Regions from separate parts of the Mus musculus genome. Here regions 2, 3, 4 and 5 are each linked to region 1. A link is a contact called in public ChIA-PET and promoter capture Hi-C data. All regions are on one chromosome and are shown on one strand. Each heading gives the region's core, a stretch centred on a gene start, on an enhancer-like site or on the middle of the called end of the contact. The rest is flanking DNA. Distances are from core to core; before and after follow the strand shown. Region 1 holds the start of Arl2bp (ADP-ribosylation factor-like 2 binding protein). Region 2 holds the start of Slc12a3 (solute carrier family 12, member 3). Region 3 holds the start of Drc7 (dynein regulatory complex subunit 7). Region 4 overlaps Slc12a3 (solute carrier family 12, member 3). Region 5 holds the start of Mt2 (metallothionein 2).

Region 1 (2,700 bases), core at 147-2,646:
CAACTCTTCACATTTATTTCTCTGCATGCCCTTATAAGCAGAGGTTTGGGGTGTTGAGATGGCTTGGGGGCTGAAGGCACTGCTGTGTAAGACGGGTGACCCGAGATCAACCCTCAGAACTCACATGAAGGTGGAAGGAGAGAACCAACTCCACAAAGTTGTCCTCTGAGCTCCACATAGCCATAGTCTCCTGGCAACAACCCCACCCACGATCCATCACATATGTAAATGAATACATTAAAAAATTGTTGTAAAGCAAGGGTCTACTTGATTTAAATCAAGGAATTGACCATAGGAACTAGAGGGGCACAAGTCACTTAGTAGTGTCGAAACTTACCCATAATAATGTCCTCTAAACATCCAACCACAGCATCAAATTCTGCATCAGAGGCGGAGGAGCTGAAAAAACACATCAGGATTAGGTGCCGGTCCAAATAATTATTTTTCGAGCTGAACTTGTGTTTTCTGTGGGTAAGGGCATTGAACCCAAGGCCTTGCACACACCAGGCAATCACAACAAAGCCCACTAGCATTTTTTAAAATGTAAGATTCCCAACGTGCATAAAAATAATAGCAAGATGATCCTCCCATCACTCAGTTTCACCAATCAAGGATTATTGTCTAGTACAGAAATTACAAACACAGGAAAACACTCGTGACGAAAACCGGTATGACAATCACAAAAGCAGCCAACAATTTGGGTAGCTGAGGCTGGTGCGGCACAACTTCATACTTCCGCGTTTATTACCCGCAGGATTTACTCACCGCATCCTGGCTCTTAACGCCACACCTATCTGCTGGTGAATGTGACCGCACGCGGGAGTGGCACCGGCCTAGGGGGTAACTGGTCAGGAGTGGCTTTAGACAGGCGGTGAGGCCGCCGCCAGCCTGGGCAGCTCAAGGCCTCTGGGTTTTTGCTGACGGCCACGATTGAGGCCAGAGGATTGTGATGGAAGCGCTGGTTATCTGTGACATATGCCCGTGGTGGCCACGGGAAGAAAACGCCCCGCTAGAGCGGAGCCTCGACCGGCCAGCCCGCAACCCAGAGGACGTCCGCAGGCCGAGGTCGAGCAGACCCTGGCCGCTTCACTTACAAGGACAGCGCGAAGCTCTCTTCTTCTAGGGCGTCCATCGTAGGGGCGCCGCAGTCACCGGCCCGGGCCCGGGGCCCTGCCGCTTCCTACCGCGCCCGCCGCCGGGCCGGGATCCTCTCTGACCCGCGCGGCCTCAACTGCATCAAGGGCCCGCAGAAGGCCGCACCCACGCCCCGCCCGGCGATCGCGCGAGGACGGGGCTGCGGCTCCTGGCTGGGCCCAGCGCCCGCCGGCCTCTCGCGGGGCTACCCCGCCGGTGTGTTAGGGCAGACGGAGCTCGCAGCCCCGCCTCCTGTCACTATGGTTACCCGCGGTTCCAGCAGCCAATCACAGCCTCAGGTTCCCGGTCTCACGCAGAAGACTGCAAAAAATGGTGGCAGTAGACTTTTTTTTTTTTTTTCTGGATGAAAGAATTGGAGCCAAGAGCCTCGGTTTCTTCATTTTCAATTTAGGAATTGTAAAGATCAGGTAGTTGAAACCGTGTTTTAAGAGCGCTAGAAATAGCCAAATTGCTCGAAAGCCACTCTCATAGTTTGTCCTAGATAATGCAGACGTCTGATTTACTAGAGAGTTACTTCTTGGAAGTATGGAAGGGTCCACGGCATTAAGTGGATGACTTGTAACTTAATTTGTGATCTTCAAATCAAAAGCAGTGCGTTGTGGCATGCGTCTGTAGTCCCAGCACTTGGAAGGTGGAGGTTTAAGGCATTCAAGACCTGCTCAGCTACATAGTGAGTTTGCTGCCAGCTTACTCGCACCAAACCCGTAAACAATTATTAGGCAGTAAGTGGTTCCTTGGGTAATTATGCAGCACAAAAATGTTGACAACCACTGAGAGAGATGTAATCAGAAATTGAATAACTGCTTTGGAGAAAGTCCCCTCTAAAACTGCCACACCATGAAGAAAGGTTTCCTGGGATCGCCCCCCCCCCCCGCCCCCTTTTTAAGCATGCCTCTTTGGTGGTCTGATACCTTTTAGCCAAATGTGTAGTACATAACTAGAAAATTTATGGTATGAATTAGGGTTACGTGGCCAATCTGAATCATTTTGGAATGGACATAAAATGTGTATCCATGGATCTATCTTAACAGCATCAGGAACCAAGATGATTTCAAAGACACTGGAAGATCAGAGTATCCTGGTCAAGCTGAAGACAGGCGTGCTGGTAGGTTTTTTGTCAGCTTGACCTGAGTGACCTGGAAAGAAGTTGATTTTGTGTGTGTCTGTCTTTTTTCATCAAGACAGGGTTTCTCTGTGTTGCCCTGGCTGTCCTGGAACTCACTCTGTAGATCAAGCTGGCCTTGAACTCGAGACTCACCTGCCTCTGCCTTCCAAGCACTTGGATTAAAGGCCATGTGCCATCACCTCCTGGTTTTGAATGTGGATTATTTTAATGACTGAGGGAAGGCCCAGTCCTCTGTGGGTGGTGCCATATCTGGGCAGGTGTAGGATCTATGTAAGGAAGCTCAGCATGCTATGGAGAACAAACCAGTTAACAGCATTTCTTTATCTACTTCAGTTCCTGCCTTCAGGTTCCTATCTCAACTTCCCTCAGTTATGGACTGTTGCATGGAAGTGGAAACAAAATAAACCCTTTCTTCTCAC
Region 2 (2,700 bases), core at 49-2,548, 340 kb after region 1:
GCCGAAGCGAACAGGTTCTCCAGGGCTCTTCTCACTGTTGGTGCCTGTCTCATCTTCCACAAGTCCATCAGTCAGCTCACGACCTTGCCGTCCATCAAAGGCCAGGGCATGCAGGTGGCTACCTTCCTGCTGGGGGCCCAGAGACCAATAGGAGTCAGGCAATGGGGGTTAGGGGCTGGGTGTCTGTATTCAGTCTTGCCTGCCCCACTTTGCCACACAGGCAGCCCTTGGACAGCTTCCTGGGTACAATGCTACTCGAAGCTTGGAGAAACACCAGAGAGAGCAAGCAAGCTGAGCATTCAGAATGCTTCTGCTCCGGGAGGCTCCTCCCCTCTAGGGCAGAGGGCTGGAGTCTGACAAGCCTGCAGTCTGAGAAGTGACACGGGATGGGAGGTGAAGCAGTATGTCACACGCCACACACCAGGTCTCTGACACAGAGAGTCTTGAACCCAGGCCTGGACTCCAGCATGGTCATCTTCTATTTCGTATTCCTACCAACCGCAGCCTACTCTGGGACCTTCATCCCAGTACCTATCTCAGCATCCCTATTCAAACAAGGGGTCTTGTTTGGTCCCTTCAGAGGGAAGCTTTGAAACACGGAAGAGTGTTAGAGGTTAGAACATCCAACTGTTGGTGAAACCGTGAGGTGACAGGGATTGGACCCTCCAGCCTCCCAGACAGCGAAGCCGATGAGCTAATATTTGAGAGGGCTCACCATGCTCCCTCCCTCCCTCTCACAGTCTCTCCCAGCGGTGTGCAACCTGCATTTGTATAAGCAGCAGGCTATGCTATCATTGTGCTGCCGGTGCCTGGACAATATGTATTACTTGTGCCCCCAAGCTTCATGGCACCTCTGTCCACTATTCATTTGGGTGTCTTGACCCTAGAGGAAGATGCCCAGTCATTTTCACAACACGAATGACAGAACATGTTGGGCAATCATGCCAACGTTACCCAGCCAGGAAGCGGCCAGTCTTTGAACTTCTGCTTACCTTGAGGAATGAATGCAGGTCAGCCAGGGTGGGCCGCACCTTCCGGGGCTCACCGGGCAGAGCGCTGTTAGCATAGTGTTCGTAGGCCGGCACCACGTCTATGGTGTTGTAACCGAAGGTGCGCATGTATAAGGTGCTGCCGTGTGTTAAGTGGCTGGGCTGGCTGCTGTCACAGGCAGCTGGTGGGGGCTCATCGCCTCCCATCAGTGTGCTGATGGTGAAGCGCCCACTGCACAGAGCATCGCCAGGCAGCTCTGTCACGGGGAGCTCTGCCATTATGGCTCTGGGTATCAAAGGAGGGGACAAGAGTGGGCAAGGGCACTGAGGGTGGCTTTATAGGCTGGGAGGAGGCGGGAGCTTGGTCCAGACCGCCCATGGCAAGTGAGCAGGGTCTCTGCCAGGGTGGGGGGCGGAGCCATAGCAACTGCTGTCCTGCCCCCATTTATCTGATCATTGACACAGGGGCCAATTTGGAGCAGGAGGGCTGGGCTAGAGCCAGGGCCACATCCCTGAGTCCTGCAGTAGCCCTTCTAAGCCTAGGGTAGCAGAGGTTCTGCAGCTAGGACCCAGGAAGCAGCAGACATGAGAGAGGACCCAGAGAAGGCCTGCTGCAAGGTGCCTACCTACACTGCAGGTTAACAGTCCTCGTGTTGGGCACAATGTATTTCTTTCATTTTATTTACTAGTTTGAATGGATGTCATCTTAGGACATGCATATAAAAAAAAAGGAAGTCTGCCTTCCGATCTCCATCCCTCACAGTCTCAGCGTCTTTCCTGATACATTTCAATATACATAAGCCATTGTGATTAGTGGCCTCAAGCCAGACCTGCAGCCACCTCTTGACTGACAAACCTTGAGAGCTTGGTGCTGGCCACTGGCCTCTAGGGTAAACAGGCACAGTGCAGCCTGACCTACACATTCACAGGCTGGCCTACGGGGCTGTAGTTTGGAGCCCAGAGCAACTGGTCTTTCCCTCCCTGGAGCCATGCATTGTTCCCATGAAGTAGGAGATCTGGTCAGCAAAGGCTCCTAAGCCATTGCAGGGGCATTGCCCTGGGGTATGAAAGACACTCTGGGTCTTGATGATGAACTAGTGGATGTTGGATGTGTCCTAAGAAAGCAATGGACTTGTAGCTGTGAGGGGTCCCAGAGTCAGCCCTTACATTAATGGCCCCACCCATAACTATCTTTCCCTAAGAGGCTGGGCGTTCAGTAATCCATGGCTGTGGGGCACAAAAGCCTGGCATCCTGCCCTGTCTCTGGAACCACCCAGTGTTTCCCTGAATCATCTGAGGCTTAGGGCTACCCTAAAGCCCGCTCCCTCTGCCCTCCCAGACACATGTCCTGAATTTGCTCTCAGTTACTTCCCAGTGAGGTGACCCAGCCCCTTACAAGAATAGGAGACGACGGTACATGCTTCTTGCTGCTTTATTGACTATAACAAAGATTTGGAATCGACCTTGACAATCAACAAATGAATGGGTAAAAAAAACTATGTATATGTATAAACCATGTATACATAAGTTATATAAGTATAAATTATATATATGCATGCTACTTGGCTATCAAGTTAAAATGTTTTCGGGAAAATGGACAGTCTCAGTATGAATATTAGGTGAGATCATACAACTTCAGAAATAAACCACACACTCTCCCTCCTGTGGAATCTAGCCAAAAATATATGTATGCATAAAAACAAAAGTACCC
Region 3 (2,700 bases), core at 104-2,603, 390 kb before region 1:
CTTACACAGACAAAGTAATGGAGGCTGCAAAAGGTTGACGGCCTTCCCCCCACCCCCGTACCCCTCATCCCCACACACCCCAGTCACACAACTGGGGCAAGGTGAGCAGTCTGGGAGTAGAACCTCAAACTGAATCACATCCCTCTATGACCCCCGCTCCCAGCCCAGATGCTACCAATCCTGCCTTGGTCCTTTCTGACCGCCAGCGCTGGGCTGGGAAAGCCCCAGTCCGGACACTCACGAGTGATCAGCTTGGGTAGGGATCTCGATGGCCATCAGCTTCCCCTCCAGGTCTCGAAGCTCATCCTGGCTCAGGATGGTCCCCTCTCTGCTCACTTCGGCGGACTTTGTCACCCTCTCCAGCTTCTCAGTCCGTTCGGCCCTCTCGGCTGCTTCTTCACGCTCAGCCTCCTCCTCCTCCTCCACTTTCTCTCTCAGGACCTCCATCCTGACAGCTAGAGATGAGGAAAAAGCAAAGACGCTCAAAATGGCCGTTGTCCGACAGGAAGAAGTCACCGAGACCACTCGTACATGCTGAGTGGTCCCAGGTACATTCCTCATGGAGGAGGAGCAACATCCCTTGGAAGCATCCCTTCCACCAGCCAGGAACAGACCTCCAACCTAGCAGCATGGTCTGGTTTTTAAAGCCCTTTGCTGCCTCTTAGGTACAGGGAGATAACCAAGAAGTGGGTTATATTTTTATTAATAAAGTTATACTTTTATTTCACAGCTCACTAGAAACCTATTGTGTGGTAAACACAAAAATGATATCCCTCATCCTTAACAGACTGATGTAGTTAGTCCTATGAGTCCCATTCTACAGGTGAGAAGAGCAAGGACTAGAGAGCCTAAGAGAATCATCGGAGTTACATACAGCAGAGAGCAGATCTTTGACTGGAACCCATGGATTTCTGCCTTTGAAACCCATGTAAGAGGGGAGCTATGGAAGGGAAAGGGGTGGGAGATGGGGGGTGGGGAGCAAGGAAAGAAACATGACAGAAAGATCAAGGTGTCAGGGGGCAGGCCAGCTCTAGCTGGGGCTCAAGGTCACAAATTAGGCCATCAAAGTGGGTCTGGGTCCAGACCTGCAACATTAACACCCCCCCCCCCATACAGGCTACCTCCTCAGCTACTGAGGGACCCATAGTGTCCTACCAGAGCCTCTTCCCAGCAGCCTTCTCCTCTCCACAAAACAGCCCTTCCCGACAGGTCAGGGCTAGGAGACCCCAGGAAGGAATACTTTGCTTCTCTGGGCCCTCCCTCCCTATCTCAAGCAGGTCCAGCCATGCCCAGTTTCCAGTTCCCTCCTTACCCTCCAAGAACAGCCTTACTGTTACTTGTCTCTATGGTAACAGCGGAGGGCAGGCCCTGGGAGAGGAGGCTTCTGGGAAATGTAGTTTCTTGTGATTGCTTAGGTTCCAGTTTTCCTCCTCCTCCACCACCACCACCACCACCACCACCATAGTGTGCTGGATGGTAGAGTAAGAGAATACAAGAGATGGTCACCAAGCTTTTAGCAATTATTGTGAACCAGTTGTCAAATGCAGCATTATTAAATGATTAAAAACCTCCAGAGAATTATTGCTCCCGATACATGAGCGAGGCAACATATAAAAGTGTTTATTGGGACTTAAGGTTCCAGAGGGTTAGAATCCATGATCATCATGTCAGCAAGCATGGCAGCAGACTGGCTGGTATGGTGCCGGAGCATAAGCTGAAAATTTACATCCCAATCTACAGGCACCAGGTCGGGGGTTGTGGGTGTAGCTAACTGAGAACGTATGAACTTTGGAAAGCGCAAAGCCCAGCCCCAGTGACACACCTCTTCCAGTGAAGCCACGCCTCCTCCAGAGAAACCACTCCTCCCACTCCTTCTAATCAGTTCCACCAATGGGGGACCACCAAACATTCGAATATATGAGCCTATGGGAGTCATGTCCTTCAAACCACTGCATGAAGTACTTACAATAAAAACAAAAGCAGTAGATGCTGAAAGCCCATCACTTCCCAGCTATCTGGCTACTTCCTGAAGTGGAAACTTAAGGGTTCTTTGGGAAGTCAGTTGTGTTGGATGGTGTTTTGCTGGGGCAAACAGGTGAAAGAAAGTTTAGCTGACACAGGAGAAAGGATATTCTGCTAAAGCAAGCCCATGAAAGGACTCGCGATGAAGGATTCTTCACTAGTGACATGCATGTATTGGTCCACCTTACATTGTGTAGTTGAGCTGCATTTGTTAGGACTCTATAGAGAGAAACGCACCAAAAAACCCTTCTGGTGGTGTGCTTCTTGACGCTTCCTCCGTCTCGGGCTGATTGGCAGAGTGAAATCAGCTGAGTCGCACTCACGTGCTGAGGCAAGATCAGTGAAGGACATGTGATGTTTGGAGGGAGTATAAATAGGACCTAACAGACTGTGATGAAGGCAGAGCTTGGCTTTCTTATAGAGCTGGCTGTGCAATGCTTGTTGGTCTCACATCTTTGCTGATCCTTACTTTGCTGAGAGAGGCACAACTGAGAAATTTTCCTGGTGTTCCTGCTGGTCCTGGTCCCTCCTGCTGACTTGTGCCGAGGCTGAGGCCTGGCACCAATGCTGCTAACCCAACTCTTTGGAACTGGACAGCTGATATTTCCATGGAGTGTTTTTGAGTGGACTGTGCTGCTGCTGCTGCTGCTGCTGCTGCTGCTGCTGCCCTGTGAGCTG
Region 4 (2,700 bases), core at 153-2,652, 300 kb after region 1:
TCTGGAACTTCCCTCTGTGCATAAATACACTGAGACAGACAGGCTCAAAGGAAGTTTGCTGAGTGGGTGAGGTCACCCCACCAGGTCACAGAGTGATATGCTCCTGTGAGATGGCTGCATGCCCTTGTCCTGCCCACCACCGCCACCATCACCACCACCGCCACCACCCCCGCCCCATGAAGGATGTCAGGGACGATTCCAGCATGGTTTCTCAGGGGCCTTTTGTCCTAGCTGTAAAACACGATGCAAGTAACAGGATATCCTAGAATGCTGTTCAGTCATGTTTGGCTGTGCAGATAAGAAAGTGACTTTTCTACCATCTTAAGAATTCTAGCCGGACAGTAGTGGCGTACACCTTTAATCCCAGCACTTGAGAGGCAGAGGCAGGCAGATTTCTGAGTTCGAGGCCAACCTGGTCTACAGAGTGAGTTCCAGGACAGCCAGGGCTACACAGAGAAACTCTGTCTTGAAACAACAACAACAAAAACCCGAAGAATTCTAAAGTTACATTAGGATCATGGTTCCATGGGTTCAGCTTCTGGGAAATATGGTACCTCACAGAACCAGCTATGGTGCATGAGTTTGGGATATTAGTGCTTACACAACAGTGTACCGGATTGTACCCTTGACAATCCCTCCATCTGAGCTCTAATTAAGGCCAGCAGTGGACAGTGCCCCAGCTGAACTCTGGCCAGCTGAACTTGGCCAGCTGGAGCAGCCAGCCAGGCAGATTTGAACTAGGGTTCAGAGTTCAGAATCTGACCCCACAGTCATCGCCTGAGTGCTGGCATTGCAATGTCCTCAACTTGGTGACTTTGGCAAAGTGCCTGAGTGGCACTGAGCCTCAGAGTTCTTTAAATAGAGCAGTCACAGAGTCACTGCCCTTGTTGGCTGTCTGAGGATGCACACAGCATGCAGGTGGTGGAGATGTGTCCTGAATCAGGTTCCTAGATCTTTCTACCTGATGCATCTGCTTGCTACAACCTCACCAGGCCTGTGATCACTAACTAAAACACAGGGTCAGAACATCAGCCGGACAACCATTGCCCTATTTTTAGAACGTAAGGTCCCAAGGATCAGGAAGGATGGGTGGGAACAAGGATGCCTATGTCACTAAGCAACTGTTGTCTTCACCCGAAAGTGGTTAGTGATCTTCCATGGGAACGGCATAGGAGAGGAGAAAGGCCAAGCTTAGATTTTGCAGGCGCTCCTGAAGCTGAGGACTCTGCAGTCTGGGAAAATGCTACAACATTTTTGGGAACTGAGTTCACCAACTTTAAAGGGCACAGGGCACAGGTGCCTGCCTGCTCAGAGCCACAAAAAAACCCACAGTTCCTGCAGCAAGCTTCAGCCTGAAGTTCCCTCCCTGGGCGGAGCCTGTGGCCCTGTCCCGTGGGACAGCGCCTTTAACTGGCTCTAGCTTTAGCCAATAACATGCTTGCTCTTGCCAACAGGATGTGCTCACCCTAAACCACTGATCTTTAGAACAAAGCTGGGAACAATACAAGTTCTGTTCAAAAGTGCAAGGCAGTGTTGGGTGAATGCTAGATCCAGAAGTTAAGTCCCTGAACGGAACCAACCCAGGCTGAGTGCCAGTCCACTCCCCATCTGGAAGGCCCTGAGTAGAGGACACAACTCCTGTGGCAGTGTCCCTGTCTCAAGGAACACAGTTTAGTTATGATCCTTAAAGCAGGCCCCTGCTTACAGCATCTTCCTCAGCTCAGGCACGGGTGGTAAGGATGCCTTCATGAATTACTCTTTGGCAATGTAGAGGGTCGTTACTGAGAAAAAGGAGGTCCTGCTCAGAGGCTGTGGGGTTGGGATAGTTACTGTGCAGCGCCAGCTCAACACCTGTGCAGGTGTAGCTGCGCTCACACATGGGTGGAGGTGTAGGGGTGGGTCATCAGATAAGCCACGGAGTAGGAGACTGACAGAGCCAGGTTCTGCCCCAAGCTGGAGCTAGATTAGACACCCGTTTCACCTGGTTCCACTGAGGATTGTTCCTTGTTTGTTGTCCTTAGAATGTCTGGGAACAGGGGTCTTGAGCCCCTCCCAGCCTTCTTCTAAAAGAGACTAGAATTTGCATGTTCAGGGTTCCCAAGTCTAATGAGGCTGACCTTGACTGCATCCTGAGAGATCTGGGCTGGTCTCCAACTTGGAGGGTTGGGACACACTCACAGCTGCTCTGGAGAGTTGTTCCAAGAGCTAGGGGCCCTGTTGGGTGACATCTGGCTAGGGTGGGGGTGTGTGTAGGTGTCACCTCCAGGGTGACCAGACACACCACTGTTACTCTCAGCTAATCTCGCAAGACTAGTTGGTGAGCTTTTGACGTTTCCCGAAGTTTTGGGGAAGAGGAGAAAGTGGGGCGGGAGACGCTACTCAGGTAAAATCTCATCATGCCCCCACCCCCACCCCACCCCCTCACCCGTCCAGAGATGGATTCATTTTATAGCAAGTGAACTTGGGATCGCAGTGTGATGAAGGAGAACCTTGAACCTGCTTCAGTGCTCATTAGGGAAATCAAGGCTAAGAGAGACGTGGTGTTCCTTAGCAAGGCTACACAGTGAGTTAACAGCAGGTCATAATTGCAGGTGTGTTTCTTTGAAGAGAGACTTCACTATGGAAGCTGCAGCTTGTCCCACCCATGCACCCTGGACAGTTCACACCTCAGAGTCCCCAGAGGGTTAGATGTCTTGGCGC
Region 5 (2,700 bases), core at 80-2,579, 490 kb after region 1:
TTGGGGTTATTACTCGTGGGAGACGTCATATCTGACTCACTCCCATTTTTATTTACAGGTATTTCATACTTTAAGCCTAAAAACCGAAAATAATTAGGGGTAGGGATGTGGCGCATTAGAGCACCTGGGTTTAGTAAGCAGGAAGCTTTCGGTTTAATCCCCAATACACACACACACACACACACACACACACACACACACACACACACACACACGCCCAGTAGGAATGGCCCATTTCTGTGACCAATGCATGCTTCTGCATGACCACTTTCTAGGCGGTCAAAGTCCAGAGAAATATAATCCGACTAGCTCAAATTCAGCTGCTGCAGTCCCATCTCAACGCCTCTGCCAGCCCTTAACCAATGCACAGAGACAAGCTGAATTAATCAAGTCAACGGCTTTTATTGTCAGTTACATGCTTTATAGAAAAAGTTGTGGAGAACGAGTCAGGGTTGTACAAAAAAGGCTAGGCTTCTACATGGTCTATTTACACAGATGTGGGGACCCCTCCGCCCCCCTTCAGGCACAGCAGCTGCACTTGTCGGAAGCCTCTTTGCAGATGCAGCCCTGGGAGCACTTCGCACAGCCCACGGGGCAGCAGGAGCAGCAGCCTGTGGGGAGAGAAGAGTTGAACGTGAGCGAGAAACCTTGTCAGAGGCACACCACCTGAACGCTCCCGGGAGGGAAGGCGCGGCGCGGCGGGCTAGGGACCCCAGGAGAGTGACGGGGAAATGGCAGAGAAGATCCAACTTACTTTTCTTGCAGGAAGTACATTTGCATTGTTTGCATTTGCAGGCGCCAGCGCAGGAGCAGGATCCATCTAAAAGTAGAAGGCAGTCAGTGAGCGCGGTTGAGTGGGACCCGGGAGTACCTGAACGCTGTTCTCCTAGGAAGGTGAGGCAAATCACCCGGGTAGGCGAGCCACTATCTCAAGGACTAGTTTAAAGGAGCAGGAGTGCTTCAGAATTCATTCGGAAGGGGTAGCCGGTCGTACCCTTAAAGTAATTACTAAAGGAGGGGCCAAAAAGCCTGTCTAGCTCTCCCAGAAATCCCGTCAGCAGTCCCCCTTACCGGAGGCACAGGAGCAGTTGGGGTCCATGGCGAGTGGAGGCGGCGGTTGAAGATCGACGAGAGATCGGTTTGAAGAGTTCTAGGAGCGTGATGGAGAGAAGCACGCGGAGCGCGACCTTTATAGCGGAGAGTATTGGGTCGAGCGCAAAAGCTCCGCCCGGGTGGAAGGCACCATGCACGCGCCCCCGCCGCCTGCACACGCCCTTTTTCTGGCTCAAGGGATATGGCCAGCACACGCCCCTGGGCCTGCGCACGACCCGAATTCTGCAAGCGGCCCTCTTTTTGCTCGTGGGACAGAGCCTGCACACGCCCTCCCCCCACCCCCCGCGCTGAGTCACACCCCCTTTCTCTGGGCTCAGGGACTGAGAGCAAAGGAGCTGAGCGCAAAGGGTCTGCGATCCGGTGGGAACCGGTTCCAGGACACCTGCTTGCTCCCGCGCGCGCCCTTTGCGGTGCCCCGGGGCCCGAGGGGCCGGGTGCAGAGGCGATGCTGAGCGACGAGACCTCTGGCCGCCCAGATCACGCCACGGGGACACAGTTTCCGCGCATGTCTTGTGTGCTAACCTGGGTGAAAGCGGGGCTTGGAGACCCTGCGTACAGGAAAACTTAGCTGGCAGTGTGAACCGGTTACAAAAACCAGCCCTACCCCTGGCTTAACTGCTGTTGGTGATGTACTCCTGCCCCCCTGCGTGTCACGTGCTGCGGGCACCGTAAGAGCTGTCGTTTTTCCTTACAAACGCTGGTTGGAGTGTTCATTATTCTCACCGTAGAAAAGTGGAAACGGAGACGCAGTCACATAGTCACTTGCCCAAGATGAGTGTAGGGTTCGAATCCACTAAGGCACCAGCCAGTTGTCAAGAGACTAGAGACCATAGACACAAGCCTTGTGCTAAGACTTACTCTTGGGGGGCGGGGGGAGGGCAGCGAGTGACAGGAAAAAATGGTGGGGGTCTTTGCTGGAGGTGGAATTCAAGAGAACGAAAGCAGTCCATTCTGGGAGGATATGGACCAGGGCCCTTTGCCAGGGTGTTTGCCAAGTAGGAAGGGCCAGATGGTGGTGTTCTGAAACACACGGATGGAAAGCCCCACGTAACCCGACCCACCTCCACCCACGGGTGGATGCTGAGGGGAAGGGTGGAGATGGCAGCCAAAATTTCTTCCCCTGGAGGTACATGGTGTTTCCCCACTTGCTTAAGTCTGCTGAAATCAGACTGGAAGTCATAGCTGGAATGTCTGTGTCATCTGCAGAGCCAGGAAACTGGTGCCGGAAGCTTCCCGGCAGGCCGACTCGGATACTTTCAACGGAGGCTGTGGGTGGGTTGTAACAGGACAGGCTGTCCTCGCAGCTCTTAGTGAAAACTGGGGCAATGCCTTCTTGACTCATTCCAGGCATTACTGGATGCCCACGGCTGTCCATGGATTGTGTGATTAAACACCGTGTCCTTTCCCTTCCTGGCACTTTCTGTGGCTGCCCTGGCTATGAACTTGAACCGGATTGATTTCTGGGCTCCCGTGCTCCCTTTCCAGACTGACCCCAGAGCAGTCTTTGCTGTAACTCCAGCCTCAAGCCAGGATGTTGTTGGCAGTCACCGCTGGCCAAGTCCCGTAAATTCATGGAGGTAACTAACC

Evidence for each region. ChIA-PET counts read pairs in DNA pulled down with a chosen protein or histone mark. Capture Hi-C pulls out chosen DNA fragments and counts their contacts.
Region 2: a promoter capture Hi-C map of pancreatic islet shows a contact between it and region 1. The contact joins the promoter of Slc12a3 here to the promoter of Arl2bp in region 1. A contact is called at or near these places in 14 of 39 promoter capture datasets (the 3T3-L1 cell line, the C10 cell line, the HPC-7 cell line and 9 more), 3 of 15 datasets of contacts at CTCF or cohesin (the NIH/3T3 cell line, large pre-B cells and pro-B cells), 6 of 484 Hi-C or Micro-C datasets (the G1E-ER4 cell line, the HL-1 cell line and embryonic stem cells), 18 of 115 datasets of contacts at active chromatin or transcription factors (the 230-238 cell line, CD8 T cells, T-cell acute lymphoblastic leukemia and 8 more) and 4 of 9 other capture datasets (adipose tissue, liver, macrophages and 1 more).
Region 3: a promoter capture Hi-C map of adipose tissue shows a contact between it and region 1. The contact joins the promoter of Drc7 here to the promoter of Arl2bp in region 1. A contact is called at or near these places in 1 of 39 promoter capture datasets (fetal liver) and 2 of 9 other capture datasets (adipose tissue and liver).
Region 4: an RNA polymerase II ChIA-PET map of memory CD8 T cells shows a contact between it and region 1, with 53 read pairs. The contact joins the enhancer-like site here to the promoter of Arl2bp in region 1. A contact is called at or near these places in 2 of 39 promoter capture datasets (the 3T3-L1 cell line and pre-B cells), 5 of 115 datasets of contacts at active chromatin or transcription factors (the NIH/3T3 cell line, bone marrow-derived macrophages, embryonic stem cells and 2 more) and 3 of 9 other capture datasets (adipose tissue, liver and pancreatic islet).
Region 5: a contact with region 1 is called in a promoter capture Hi-C map of pancreatic islet. The contact joins the promoter of Mt2 here to the promoter of Arl2bp in region 1. A contact is called at or near these places in 1 of 39 promoter capture datasets (pre-B cells) and 2 of 9 other capture datasets (liver and pancreatic islet).

Annotation. Positions count from the first base shown.
Region 1 is chr8:94,665,296-94,667,995 of GRCm38.p6, reverse strand. Arl2bp (ADP-ribosylation factor-like 2 binding protein) reads right to left here and starts at 1,396. Exons shown (of 6, transcript NM_024191.2): 1 at 1,095-1,396; 2 at 338-399. The coding sequence starts at 1,132.
Region 2 is chr8:94,327,806-94,330,505 of GRCm38.p6, reverse strand. It overlaps Slc12a3 (solute carrier family 12, member 3), which reads right to left and starts at 1,298. Exons shown (of 25, transcript NM_001205311.1): 1 at 993-1,298; 2 at 1-129. The coding sequence starts at 1,268. It also overlaps a transcript of Nup93 not described here.
Region 3 is chr8:95,053,756-95,056,455 of GRCm38.p6, reverse strand. It overlaps Drc7 (dynein regulatory complex subunit 7), which reads right to left and starts at 1,353. Exons shown (of 18, transcript NM_001042715.3): 1 at 1,313-1,353; 2 at 242-455. The coding sequence starts at 447.
Region 4 is chr8:94,362,218-94,364,917 of GRCm38.p6, reverse strand. The region is part of intron 24 of Slc12a3 (solute carrier family 12, member 3); the gene reads right to left. Among named protein-coding and RNA genes, the nearest start is that of Gm15889, 14 kb to the left of the region's middle. Within about 2 kb of position 1,402, at least 220 of the 459 cell types and tissues checked have an H3K27ac peak or open chromatin away from gene starts, as enhancers often do. A contact at or near this core is called in adipose tissue, bone marrow-derived macrophages, liver and 3 more, where this site is marked.
Region 5 is chr8:94,171,247-94,173,946 of GRCm38.p6, reverse strand. Mt2 (metallothionein 2) reads right to left here and starts at 1,329. Exons shown (of 3, transcript NM_008630.2): 1 at 1,072-1,329; 2 at 755-820; 3 at 380-611. The coding sequence starts at 1,099. The coding sequence ends at 520. It overlaps Gm39227 (a long non-coding RNA gene), which reads left to right and starts at 2,292. Exons shown (of 3, transcript XR_879107.2): 1 at 2,292-2,690.